2 separate regions of the Gossypium hirsutum genome follow, and region 2 is linked to region 1. The links are chromatin contacts, called in public Hi-C maps. All regions are on one chromosome and are shown on one strand. The core of a region is the stretch at or near the end of the contact, and the rest is flanking DNA. Distances in the headings are between cores, read along the strand shown.

Evidence for each region. Hi-C and Micro-C count contacts between places; a contact is called where the count stands out from the background.
Region 2: a Hi-C map of hypocotyl shows a contact between it and region 1, with 3 times the contacts expected there. The contact joins the promoter of LOC107929447 here to the promoter of LOC107929452 in region 1. A contact is called at or near these places in 2 of 34 Hi-C or Micro-C datasets (hypocotyl and leaf).

What each region holds. Positions count from the first base shown.
Region 1 is chrA08:110,004,163-110,009,203 of Gossypium_hirsutum_v2.1, reverse strand. LOC107929452 (abscisic acid 8'-hydroxylase CYP707A2) reads left to right here and starts at 1,765. Exons shown (of 7, transcript XM_016860880.2): 1 at 1,765-2,027; 2 at 2,121-2,439; 3 at 2,549-2,935; 4 at 3,024-3,198; 5 at 3,411-3,517; 6 at 3,635-3,753; 7 at 3,881-4,300. The coding sequence starts at 1,828. The coding sequence ends at 3,974.
Region 2 is chrA08:110,260,971-110,266,381 of Gossypium_hirsutum_v2.1, reverse strand. It overlaps LOC107929447 (ABC transporter E family member 2), which reads right to left and starts at 1,340. Exons shown (of 12, transcript XM_016860873.2): 1 at 1,035-1,340; 2 at 344-429; 3 at 146-243; 4 at 1-37. The coding sequence starts at 1,137.

The DNA of each region.
Region 1 (5,041 bases), core at 516-3,015:
TTAAATAAAATCAAAGTGCTAAATGCATTTAAACATTAAAATTCACATATAATTAAAAAATCTTATCATGGCTACACTAATTAATGATGTAGATGAAATATTAAAAATAGTTAAGAATAGAATGTTGATGAGCATAAGAGATGATAAATTGATGATTGAGAGCCCCCCACCCAAGATGGAAAAAAATTGAGGTTTTGGACTAATTCCTAAACCTATAAAACCTATAACAGACCAAAAATATTATTCAATTATGGTGATTTTGAGTATAAATGAGAAACCACATTTTTATTGAAGCAGTACACGGTGACTTCGTTTCTTGTATATGTAAGTCTTTATTTTTGGTTGGGGCTTGACAAAGGTTTTGACTCACCAAAACACCACCCAAATCCAACCCAACATTTATTAAACACTCTCACTCTTTTGGCTGCTTATTATATATATTGATAAATATATTGTATAAGCTTTTATTGCAGCTTGTTCAAAGTGGGGTTTTGCTTTGAAAATAAAAAGGCATGCTTTGAACTGTCTCCAATTCAAAGATGGGGGTTTTGAATGACAAATTATTTTAGTTTAAGATTTAAAACATATGGCACAGATTTTGGTGAAGCGTATAAAAATTGCAGACTTTTAGAGTGAGGTATGGTAAAAGACTATGGGGTTTCTACCCTTCAATATTTGGATGTTCAAAGAAAAAGTGAGTACGGATTGAGCTCGTTAAAGTGACTCATACTTCTAACTTCAAACTCTCCTTTTGTCTTGCTTAAGGGACGTTTTCTTTCATGTCTTAAAACCCAACCTTTTCTTGATTCTGGTCAAACACTCACGCGCTCTTTCTGCTTTCTTTTCTTTCAGTCCTGCCACGTGCTTGCTATTTTTATTTTATGACTAATTTATAGTTTTTTTACATTTAATCATTTTAAATTATCTACAGTTACTAGTTAATTTTTAAATAAGAGTACAATTCACTTCAGGGAATTCATATTTTCTTACATTGATAATAATTTTAATGTCAGTCGAGTTAAGACTCAATCTATATATTAAATTATAGTTAATAATTATGTTTTTATTGTAAAATAATACAAAAACATTCACAGTCATTAATAAAAATATATGAAAAAAAAGAAATAGATAAAAATTATACAACATTGTGATTATAATACAATCACAAATATGAGTTTAAGTAAGGACAAATTATAATCAAATCAAAATCAAATATAAATAATCTAAGAATCAAAATAATCTAGACTAAAATTATTCCACGAGATTAAAACTCACACATAAAAATAGATATATATTCAAATAATTATAAAATAGAATTAAACTAAGATAAAACATAAAATAAATTAATAATCAAAATAATTAAGATTAAAATAAACCGATCAAATCGAATTAAAACCCACAAATATAACTAAAAGCACAAGGTTTAAAGCTTTGACCTTTACTGATAACGTTAACATCGGTAATTAAATAAAAAAAATAGTGAGATGAAATTTTAATATTAATAAAATAATAAAAATAGAATATGTAACAATGAACTGAGTCACAGAAAATATATTAGCACGGATAAAGAGTACAGATGAGTAGAACTAGAAAACATGCAATGAGCTGGAGGGAGATTCCGCGTGTGGGGGATTCAAGTTGTATTTCAAACCCCCTTCCTTTTCCCTTCCTATATCCTTTTCATATTTCTAACCCGACCCGACCGAGCCCGACCCAATCCCCAGTCCCCCCCCCCTATATATATACCTGCTGCTCACTTGTTTCCATCACACAACTTCTTCACCATTCAGCTACCAAGATTTCCACCCTATTTATAATTTATTAAACATGGCATTCTATTTCATGATTCCCTTATTTGCTTCCATTTTCTTTATTTTTCTCTTCAATTCTCTGCTTAATTTGTTCAAATCCAAAAAATCCCGGGATTTACCCCTCCCGCCAGGCACCTTGGGTTGGCCGTACATCGGTGAAACCTTTCAGCTCTACTCCCAAAACCCAAATGTCTTCTTTGCTTCCAAGCAGAAAAGGTGTGTTATTTTTCTTTGTGGCATGTTCTTTGCAGTGTAATGTAATGCATGCTTACAATGGGCTGTGGCTTGTGTTTGTTTGTTTTTATATAGGTACGGCTCCATATTCAAGACCCATATACTCGGGTGTCCCTGTGTGATGATTTCCAGCCCGGAAGCTGCGAAATTTGTGCTTGTCACCAAGTCTCACCTCTTCAAGCCAACGTTTCCGGCCAGTAAAGAGAGGATGTTGGGCAAACAAGCCATTTTCTTTAGCCAAGGACAGTACCATGCCAAATTGAGGAAGCTTGTGCTCCGTGCCTTCGTGCCTGAAGCCATCAAAAGCTTCGTTTCCAACATCGAATCCATTGCCAAAGATTCTCTCCAGTCATTGGAAGGCAGGCTGATTACCACTTTCCAAGAAATGAAAACGGTAAGCCTAAAAAACAGAGAGGGAAAAAAAAACAGGGTTGTTTCCTCTGTTTTTGTTTACCCTGTGTTTGATGATATGTTGATATCAAATATATTTTTTATATTTGCAGTACACATTCAATGTTGCGCTGCTATCGATATTCGGAGAGGATGAAGTGAAGTACAGAGAAGATCTGAAGAGGTGTTATTACATATTAGAAAAAGGTTATAACTCGATGCCCATTAACATTCCGGGTACACTTTTCAACAAATCGATGAAAGCAAGGAAAGAGCTAGCTCAGATCCTGGCCAAAATCATATCGACCAGGAGAGAAACGAAGCAGGAGTACAATGACTTGTTGGGTTCTTTCATGGGTGATAAAGAAGGCCTCACCGATGAACAAATCGCTGATAACATCATTGGTGTAATCTTTGCTGCTCGTGACACCACCGCTAGTGTACTCACTTGGATAATTAAGTACCTTGGAGAAAACCCCAGCGTTCTTCAAGCTGTCACGGTAAGTTTATTGCTCCTCCTATGGGACTAGTCCAAGAAAACTCCACCATAGACACACTGACTTGGTTGTTTCTTGTGGTGTTTTACAGGATGAACAAGAGGCCATAATGAAAGGTAAAGAGAAATGCGGTGAGGAGCAAACTCTGAGCTGGGCAGATACCAAGAAGATGCCCATAACTTCAAGAGTGATTCAGGAGACACTTAGGGTTGCTTCGATTTTATCTTTTACCTTCAGAGAAGCAGTGGCTGATGTTGAATATGAAGGTCAGTTGCACCACAACCTCTGTCAATATATATACACATACTAAGTCACTCTTTAGTGATAAAAGATTTCATTTGATTTGAAATCTTGATCGGTCCACATTTCAATACAGATAATTCAATCTATATAACTGTTAAGAGTATAATGCTACTACCTTTGCCTTTTTGGTTCAAATAGCCTAACTTGTCTTTTTGTTGTGAAAAATATTAAACAGGGTATCTTATACCAAAAGGATGGAAAGTTTTACCACTTTTTAGAAACATTCATCACAGCCCAGAAATCTTCCCAGATCCTGAAAAGTTTGATCCTTCAAGATTTGAGGTAGACTTATGCAGAGTTTTGTTGTTTTCAATTTTTTTTCTTTTAAATTAAAAAAAAAAAAGGAGAGAGAGTAAGTAGCAATCACCTAAAGCATACTTTTGCTCAATGATTGAACAGTTTGTTCCAAAACCCAATACATTTATGCCATTTGGCAATGGAACACATTCATGTCCAGGGAATGAGTTAGCCAAGCTGGAAATCATGGTCCTTCTCCATCATCTGACCACGAAGTACAGGTAACCGACAGTCTTTCAATCTCTTCCTTTTTTCTTTTTCTCAGTTTGTGGGATTTTTATGATCTGATTGTTTCTATTAATAGAAATATAAAATAAAACATGACATATGAATGTGATTTTTTTGCAGGTGGTCTGTGGTGGGTACAAATAGTGGAATTCAGTATGGTCCTTTTGCTCTTCCCCAGAATGGTTTGCCCATCAGATTAATCAGAAAATCATAGGCATGCACTCAATTTCTTAATTTTAGAGTATGAAGCAAAGAATGCAAAGGCGAAGACAGTTCCAACAAAGAGCTTTTTGGACAAATGAAGAAACTTGAGATCATAAATAACAAAAATAGAAAGAAAAAAAACCAAGTCCCCAAACTGTACAGAAAAGAAAAGCAAAATCTGCAAACAGTTTCCTGTTTATTCTTTCTCCAACTTATAGCAAAGAATAACAAAAAATGGAAGGGAGTGTCTTTTGTAAGTTTTCTTAATTTAAATGAAGTCCGCAAGGCAAAAAATATATATTATTCATATTTATATGAATTATTGAAAATTTTATACATCGTGTTGATTTGGTTGACTTTGATTACTTATTGACAGAATATTTCCAGCAATGAATTTGATTGAGATTAAGAATGCTTCAAACTTCAATGTGAGCACATAAATCCTCACTAATCAATGAAACTTCTTCAAATGGCCTGCCCTACGTTTCTTTTATCTCTTTCCAATCATCCATTTATTAATTGGTTTCATAGTTTATGCCTTCAATCACTGTTAATGTTTGGGTTCAACGAGACAGCTAACTAGCTAGCTATCGTTCACAATACCTATATATTATATCAACTCTTAATTTGCTCTAGCTATGAAATATATAACCTAATTTTCAGCTCTTCCCTTTCTTTTTACTCGTTGCCAACCAAGCTAGTTGTTTATTTGGAGCAGCTATAATTTAAAGAAAAAATGAAAATGAATGGAAACAAGAACTTTTAAGTGCTTCTACGTGCATGCATTGCATGGACTAGTGATGATGAAACTAACAAAAACCCATTGATTGTTCTTGGTTATTGATCCACTAAAAACTGATAAATTCAAGCATCTCTGTTTTAGTTGTTAGTAGAGAAGGAGAAAATTATTACTGGGTTTTGCTTTATCTGCTGCATGCAGGTGCAACTCTGCATTTCTTCCATTCACAATAATAGAATTTCTTGTCAACTTAGCAACACCAAAGCGGATTCAAACCTGAACAAGTTTTCTGATAAAGAAAGAAGAACCCTGAAATTAAGATAATCACGGCACTAATT
Region 2 (5,411 bases), core at 91-2,590, 260 kb before region 1:
CAGACCAAGAACTTGCCCAGGCCTTGGAACTGGTAACCTGAAATTGCAATTCAAAACCATCTCAAAATGGAGGTGGTGGGAGAAAGAAAAAAAGAAAGCATGCAAAAATTACAAAATTTTTCAAGAACAATATGAACGAACAAACCTGTGTAGTTTAAAAGTATTGGGGCCATATCTATGGGTTGTATCTTTATCCAAATCCCTTGGTAAGTTGATGATTTGAATTGCTTCAAATGGGCATTTCTGCATCAGAAGATAAGTGGTTCAGCTTTAGACACATACTATTTGTCATCTGCGAACATAGAAACCAACACGAATTCGATATCAAAGTGAAGTTACATACCTTGACACAGATGCCACAACCAATGCACAACTCCTCAGAGATGAAAGCAATCTTTGAGGCAGGGGTAACCTCAATGCAAAGTTTCCCTGCAGAAGGAGAAACAAAGTGAGATAGACTATCTGAAGCAGGAGAGAATAGATAAACTAGACCCAAGTAGCAGGCTAACAGCTGACTTGAATATCATGTGTCCGACAGGACAAATAAGTTACAAGCATTAACAATATCCAAAATGCAAGTCTAGAATGATGATTAATTAGTTTACAACTATAAGGCCATTTGTGGAGTTAAATAAAACTCCACTGGCAGTGCTCAGAATAATCCTATATACATGCTGTCAGAAACATTATTGTGACAAGAACTCCGTATCCAAGAAATATAGTTTCCTCCTAACAATCTGTTATCTTATACTTCTTCACTGTTCTTCTATATTCGTCCCTATTTCTTTCAGGTTACCGGCTGATATTAATCCGGCTTGCAACACAAGCACAGTAAGTTTCCTTGATACTTTCACCGATTCTCCAATAATCAACATCGTTCGGGAAGAAATAATGAAACAATACATTTAAGGTAATTCGATTAAGATGAAATTAGATTAACCCCTAATTCTAAATCTCCAAAAACAGGAAAACAATTCCATACTAAAAAAAATGAAAAAGATAATCAGTAACGGGAAGAATAAAGTTTATGTTACCAGTTTTAACAACAGGACAGCTCTTCTTGCATTCCTGACGGCACTTCTTGGGCTTGCAGCGGTCGGAGCTGACAATCGCGATACGCGTCAAGCGATCCGCCATCTCTCCGTCGGATTTACAAAACGAAAACCGATGGATTTATTAGGTGTAGGGATTTGAAGATCGGGCTGCGTTTATTTAGCTTATGGAAAAAGGAGGAGAAAAAGAGGGAGGAGGCGTGTGCTTCGATCGGGACGGAGATGAGGTGAGCGTAGAGCACACGCAACGCACGTGGAGGGACTTTTAGGGTTTTCTCTCTGTTTTAGTGTTTTACTGTTTACATTTATGACTTTTTTATATGTTTCTTTCTCCGTTTTCTAGGTTAAATTCTTCTAGAAGTCCCTGTATTTTTCAAAAGTTGTGGACTTAGTCCCTATACCTTTATTTGATCAATTTTAGTCCCCATAAATTTCAAATTGATAAATTTTAGTCCTTTTACTTTCCAAAATTTAAAATTTTAGTCCTGGCCCAAACAATAGCAGTTAAATTTATTTGATTAAATTTAATTACTAGTCCTATACTATGTACAATTATAGATTTAATCCATTTTCTCTAATTTGATCATTTTAAATCCCTATACTTTTCAAAACTTGAAATTACAATCTTAATTCAAATGAGTAATCCATTAATTAGATTTTTAGTGAGTAATACGTGGAAATAATAACATATAATAATATTAACACATTAGATTTTGTAGTAGTGGAACTTTACTTAATGAATTTAGCAATTATTATTTGGTGATAATTGAAATTTAAAAATTTTGAAAGTAAAAAGACAAAAAATGACCAAATAAAAGTATAGGGGTTAAATCCACAACTTTTACTAATCGCAAATACTAATAGTAGAGTTTAAACTTTTTTTAATATGACTTTATGTTTCTTGTGCGATTTACTGTTGATATTTTTTGTCAAATATTGCTATTACTCCCTGTACTATGAATAAGTTGCAAATTTAGTTTATATATTCTAATTTGTTACTTTTAGTTCTTATACTTTTCAGATTTTGAAATTTTAGTCTTTAACCAAATGGTAACATTAAATTCGTTAAGTTAAATTCTCTTATTTCCAAAATCTTATATGACCAATATAATATATTACATGTGCAAATGTCAAGTTAGCTTGCTATTATTATATGACACTAAAAATAACCATATTATTATACTTTAATTGATTTAATGTCTACAATTTGCGTCAACTTATATTTCAAAATTTGAAAAGTATAGCAAACTAAAAATGATCAAATTAGAGAATAGAGACTAAATTCATAACTTACACATAATACGTCACTAAAGTAGAATTTGACCTAACAAATTTAATACTTACCATTTGGACCAATATTGAAATTTCATAGTTCAAAAAGTACAAACTAAACTATAATTGACCAAATTAGAGTATTAAATTAAATCCATAACTTACTCATAGTATATTAACAAATAACAAATTTTTGTTTTGAATAGCATAAATATGCCTTCTAATACTTGAGTTTGATTTTTAATGTTCAGATTGATATCTATATTTTTTGTCCTGATATGTACCAAAATTTGATTCTCATCACATATTTTAATCTATTTTTGTAACTCCTATAAAATTAGATGATGTGGATCAATCAGATTTAAACAAGCGACAATATGCCACATCAATTTGATAAAAACAACTAACATGTGTGATGAAAATTAAATTCAAGTAACGATCTAGAAACATAAATTGTTGTAAATCATTTGATAAAATAGATGTCCATAACCCCCAATTTCATCCTATTGTAACTCCTAAAAAATGAATATCCATAACCCCTAAATTCATTAGTTTGTAACCCTTAAATAATTTATAAGATACATTAATGTTGGTCTTTAATGTTTTGTAACTTATGGTTTTTGAAGTCTTATAAATAGAGGGCATGTACAAGCTTATAAGAGGCCAATGTGGAAGTTAAATAATCCTTTCATCTTTTGTCCATTCTATATTTCTTTTAGTTTTATATCCTTTCTATATTTCTTCTAATTTTATAATATAAATAACTATTTTAATATTGAATCTTAAAAATTATATTTATAGGTTACATTTTTTGGTCTTCATCCAATTACAGAGGCCCACAATAATTGTGCACCAAACCAAAAATTTTTTTGCCTCATTTTGTACATACATTAAAATTTTCTTCAATTTATATGGATATTGTTGTCAATGTAGGAGGGCGTGGCTTCGAATGCGTTAAAACGCATTATCCTCCTACTTATGGGTTGGAGAAGGGCTATGGGTAGCTCTAGACATTGTGTCAAAAAGAGCAGATATGATCGACACCTATAATGAGATTGTTCAAAAAAGTTTTTGAACAGTGGGCAGTGAAAATACAAACAATTTTCATGTGTCAAGTCCGCTCCAATCCACAATGTTGTGCATTTTCTATTTTCTTTAATGTTTTAAAAAAAATTAGTTCATAAGCTAATTCAGTATGTTTATTGATTTAATTGGTTTAATCAAATATTCAATATTGAATACTAATATTTTATCTCTTCATTGAGATAAATAATATTATATTTCAAGAAATTGAGTCACCAAGCATGGAACAACTACATCGCCATTTCACTTAACATCTTTTTCGGAGTAACAACTCTTATTGTTCAGAACAATTATTGTTCAAGAATAGCTATTTCCAGAATAGTTACGCTCAAAACTGGGCTTTAGTTAGAATAATTGACATTCAGTGTAGTTGTTATTGTAACACCCCAAACCTGTATCTCTCGTTGGAACCGGGTTATGGAGCATTACCGGAGTTGTAACACTCGTTACCCATATTCAATGCCAGAACAGGGTACAAGGCATTACCGGACTTAAACACAAGCAAACATACATTTCCGAGTAATAAATTTTTGTCCAATTTAAAACCATTTGCAAATACTCATAAAGTCCCTAATATGAGACTACGAGGCCTAAAACATACATTGGAAGTGATTCAGGACTAAACCGAGAACTTTAGAAAATTTTACAGCACTTAAATTTTTTTTTACTAAATAGGGGTCACACGTCCGTGTTGATATGGGACACGCCTGTGTGGGCAGGCCATGTGGTCATATACGCCCATGTCTCTAACCCGTATACCTCTCTGTTTGTCACCCAAGAACAAATTGAAGACACACGGCCAAGTCACACGCCCGTGTGCTAGGCCGTGTGGTCGATTTGAAATTTATGATTTTTCATTAAATAGGTACAGACTTCACACTCCCAGGACACACGTCCGTGCCTGAGGCCATGTCATCCATACGGCTGAGACACACGCCCGTGTCTCTGCCCGTATGCTCAATTTTGAACATTCTGTTTCTCAAAATTGAGGTGCAGGGGACACACGGTCAAAACACATGCCCATGAGGCAGACCGTGTGTCACACACGGCCTAGACACACACCCGTGTGTCTACCCGTGTGGACAAAAATAAGGTTATTTACCAAGCTTTTTTACCACCTTTTTATGCACACACCTATACAACATAACATAGTACCAATCCAAGCATATACATACAACCAAATCAGCCACAACCAAGATATTAACACATCATTCATATGCTATTATCTATTATACACAAACATCACATACTCATCAACTTAAATCATGTAAATTCCTACATCCATGAAAAGCATCATCATATAAATTACTTATACCAATAGTAGCCAATTTCAAATGGCCTTATACAAAATGAACTTTGAACCAATATAAGCCAACATATTAGGCCAAATCAATTATGACACATAACAAAATGACCAAGTCCCCTATACATGCCATAACTCTAAACGTTGAATTCATTAATACCAAAATAATTGTTGATAGCGTGAGTGGATCTCCGACGATCTTCGATCCCCTAGCTAGCTTGGTGACACTATAAAACAAGGGAAAGGAAGGGGAGTAAGCTATAATGCTTAGTAAGTTCTTATGCAAATAATAAACATCATAACTACACATCTAACATACAATTAACATGATGTAAGTTAACATAAATGCTATTAAAATCTCATGATCATAGATTTGCTCAATCACAACCTTAACGAGAGCTCATCACATATCGAGCTCATTACGTTTGAGTTTTACGTACATACTTGTACCAACTTGCAAGACAACCATAGTCTTTCACAACTTTGACATTTCCGTTGAACACTAGGAATATTAACGGATACTCGAAAATCTTGCACATGAGTACCATATATGCAGCCAAAGCTACCTCATATCTCATAATACATATAGGCTCGTTTTTGAGCTATTCACGGGCCTGCTCACACAAGTTGTTAGTTAGACGTAGCTACACAGTGCTACTTACACAAGCTGTTAGGTATCCGCAGCTCATACCGGACTACCC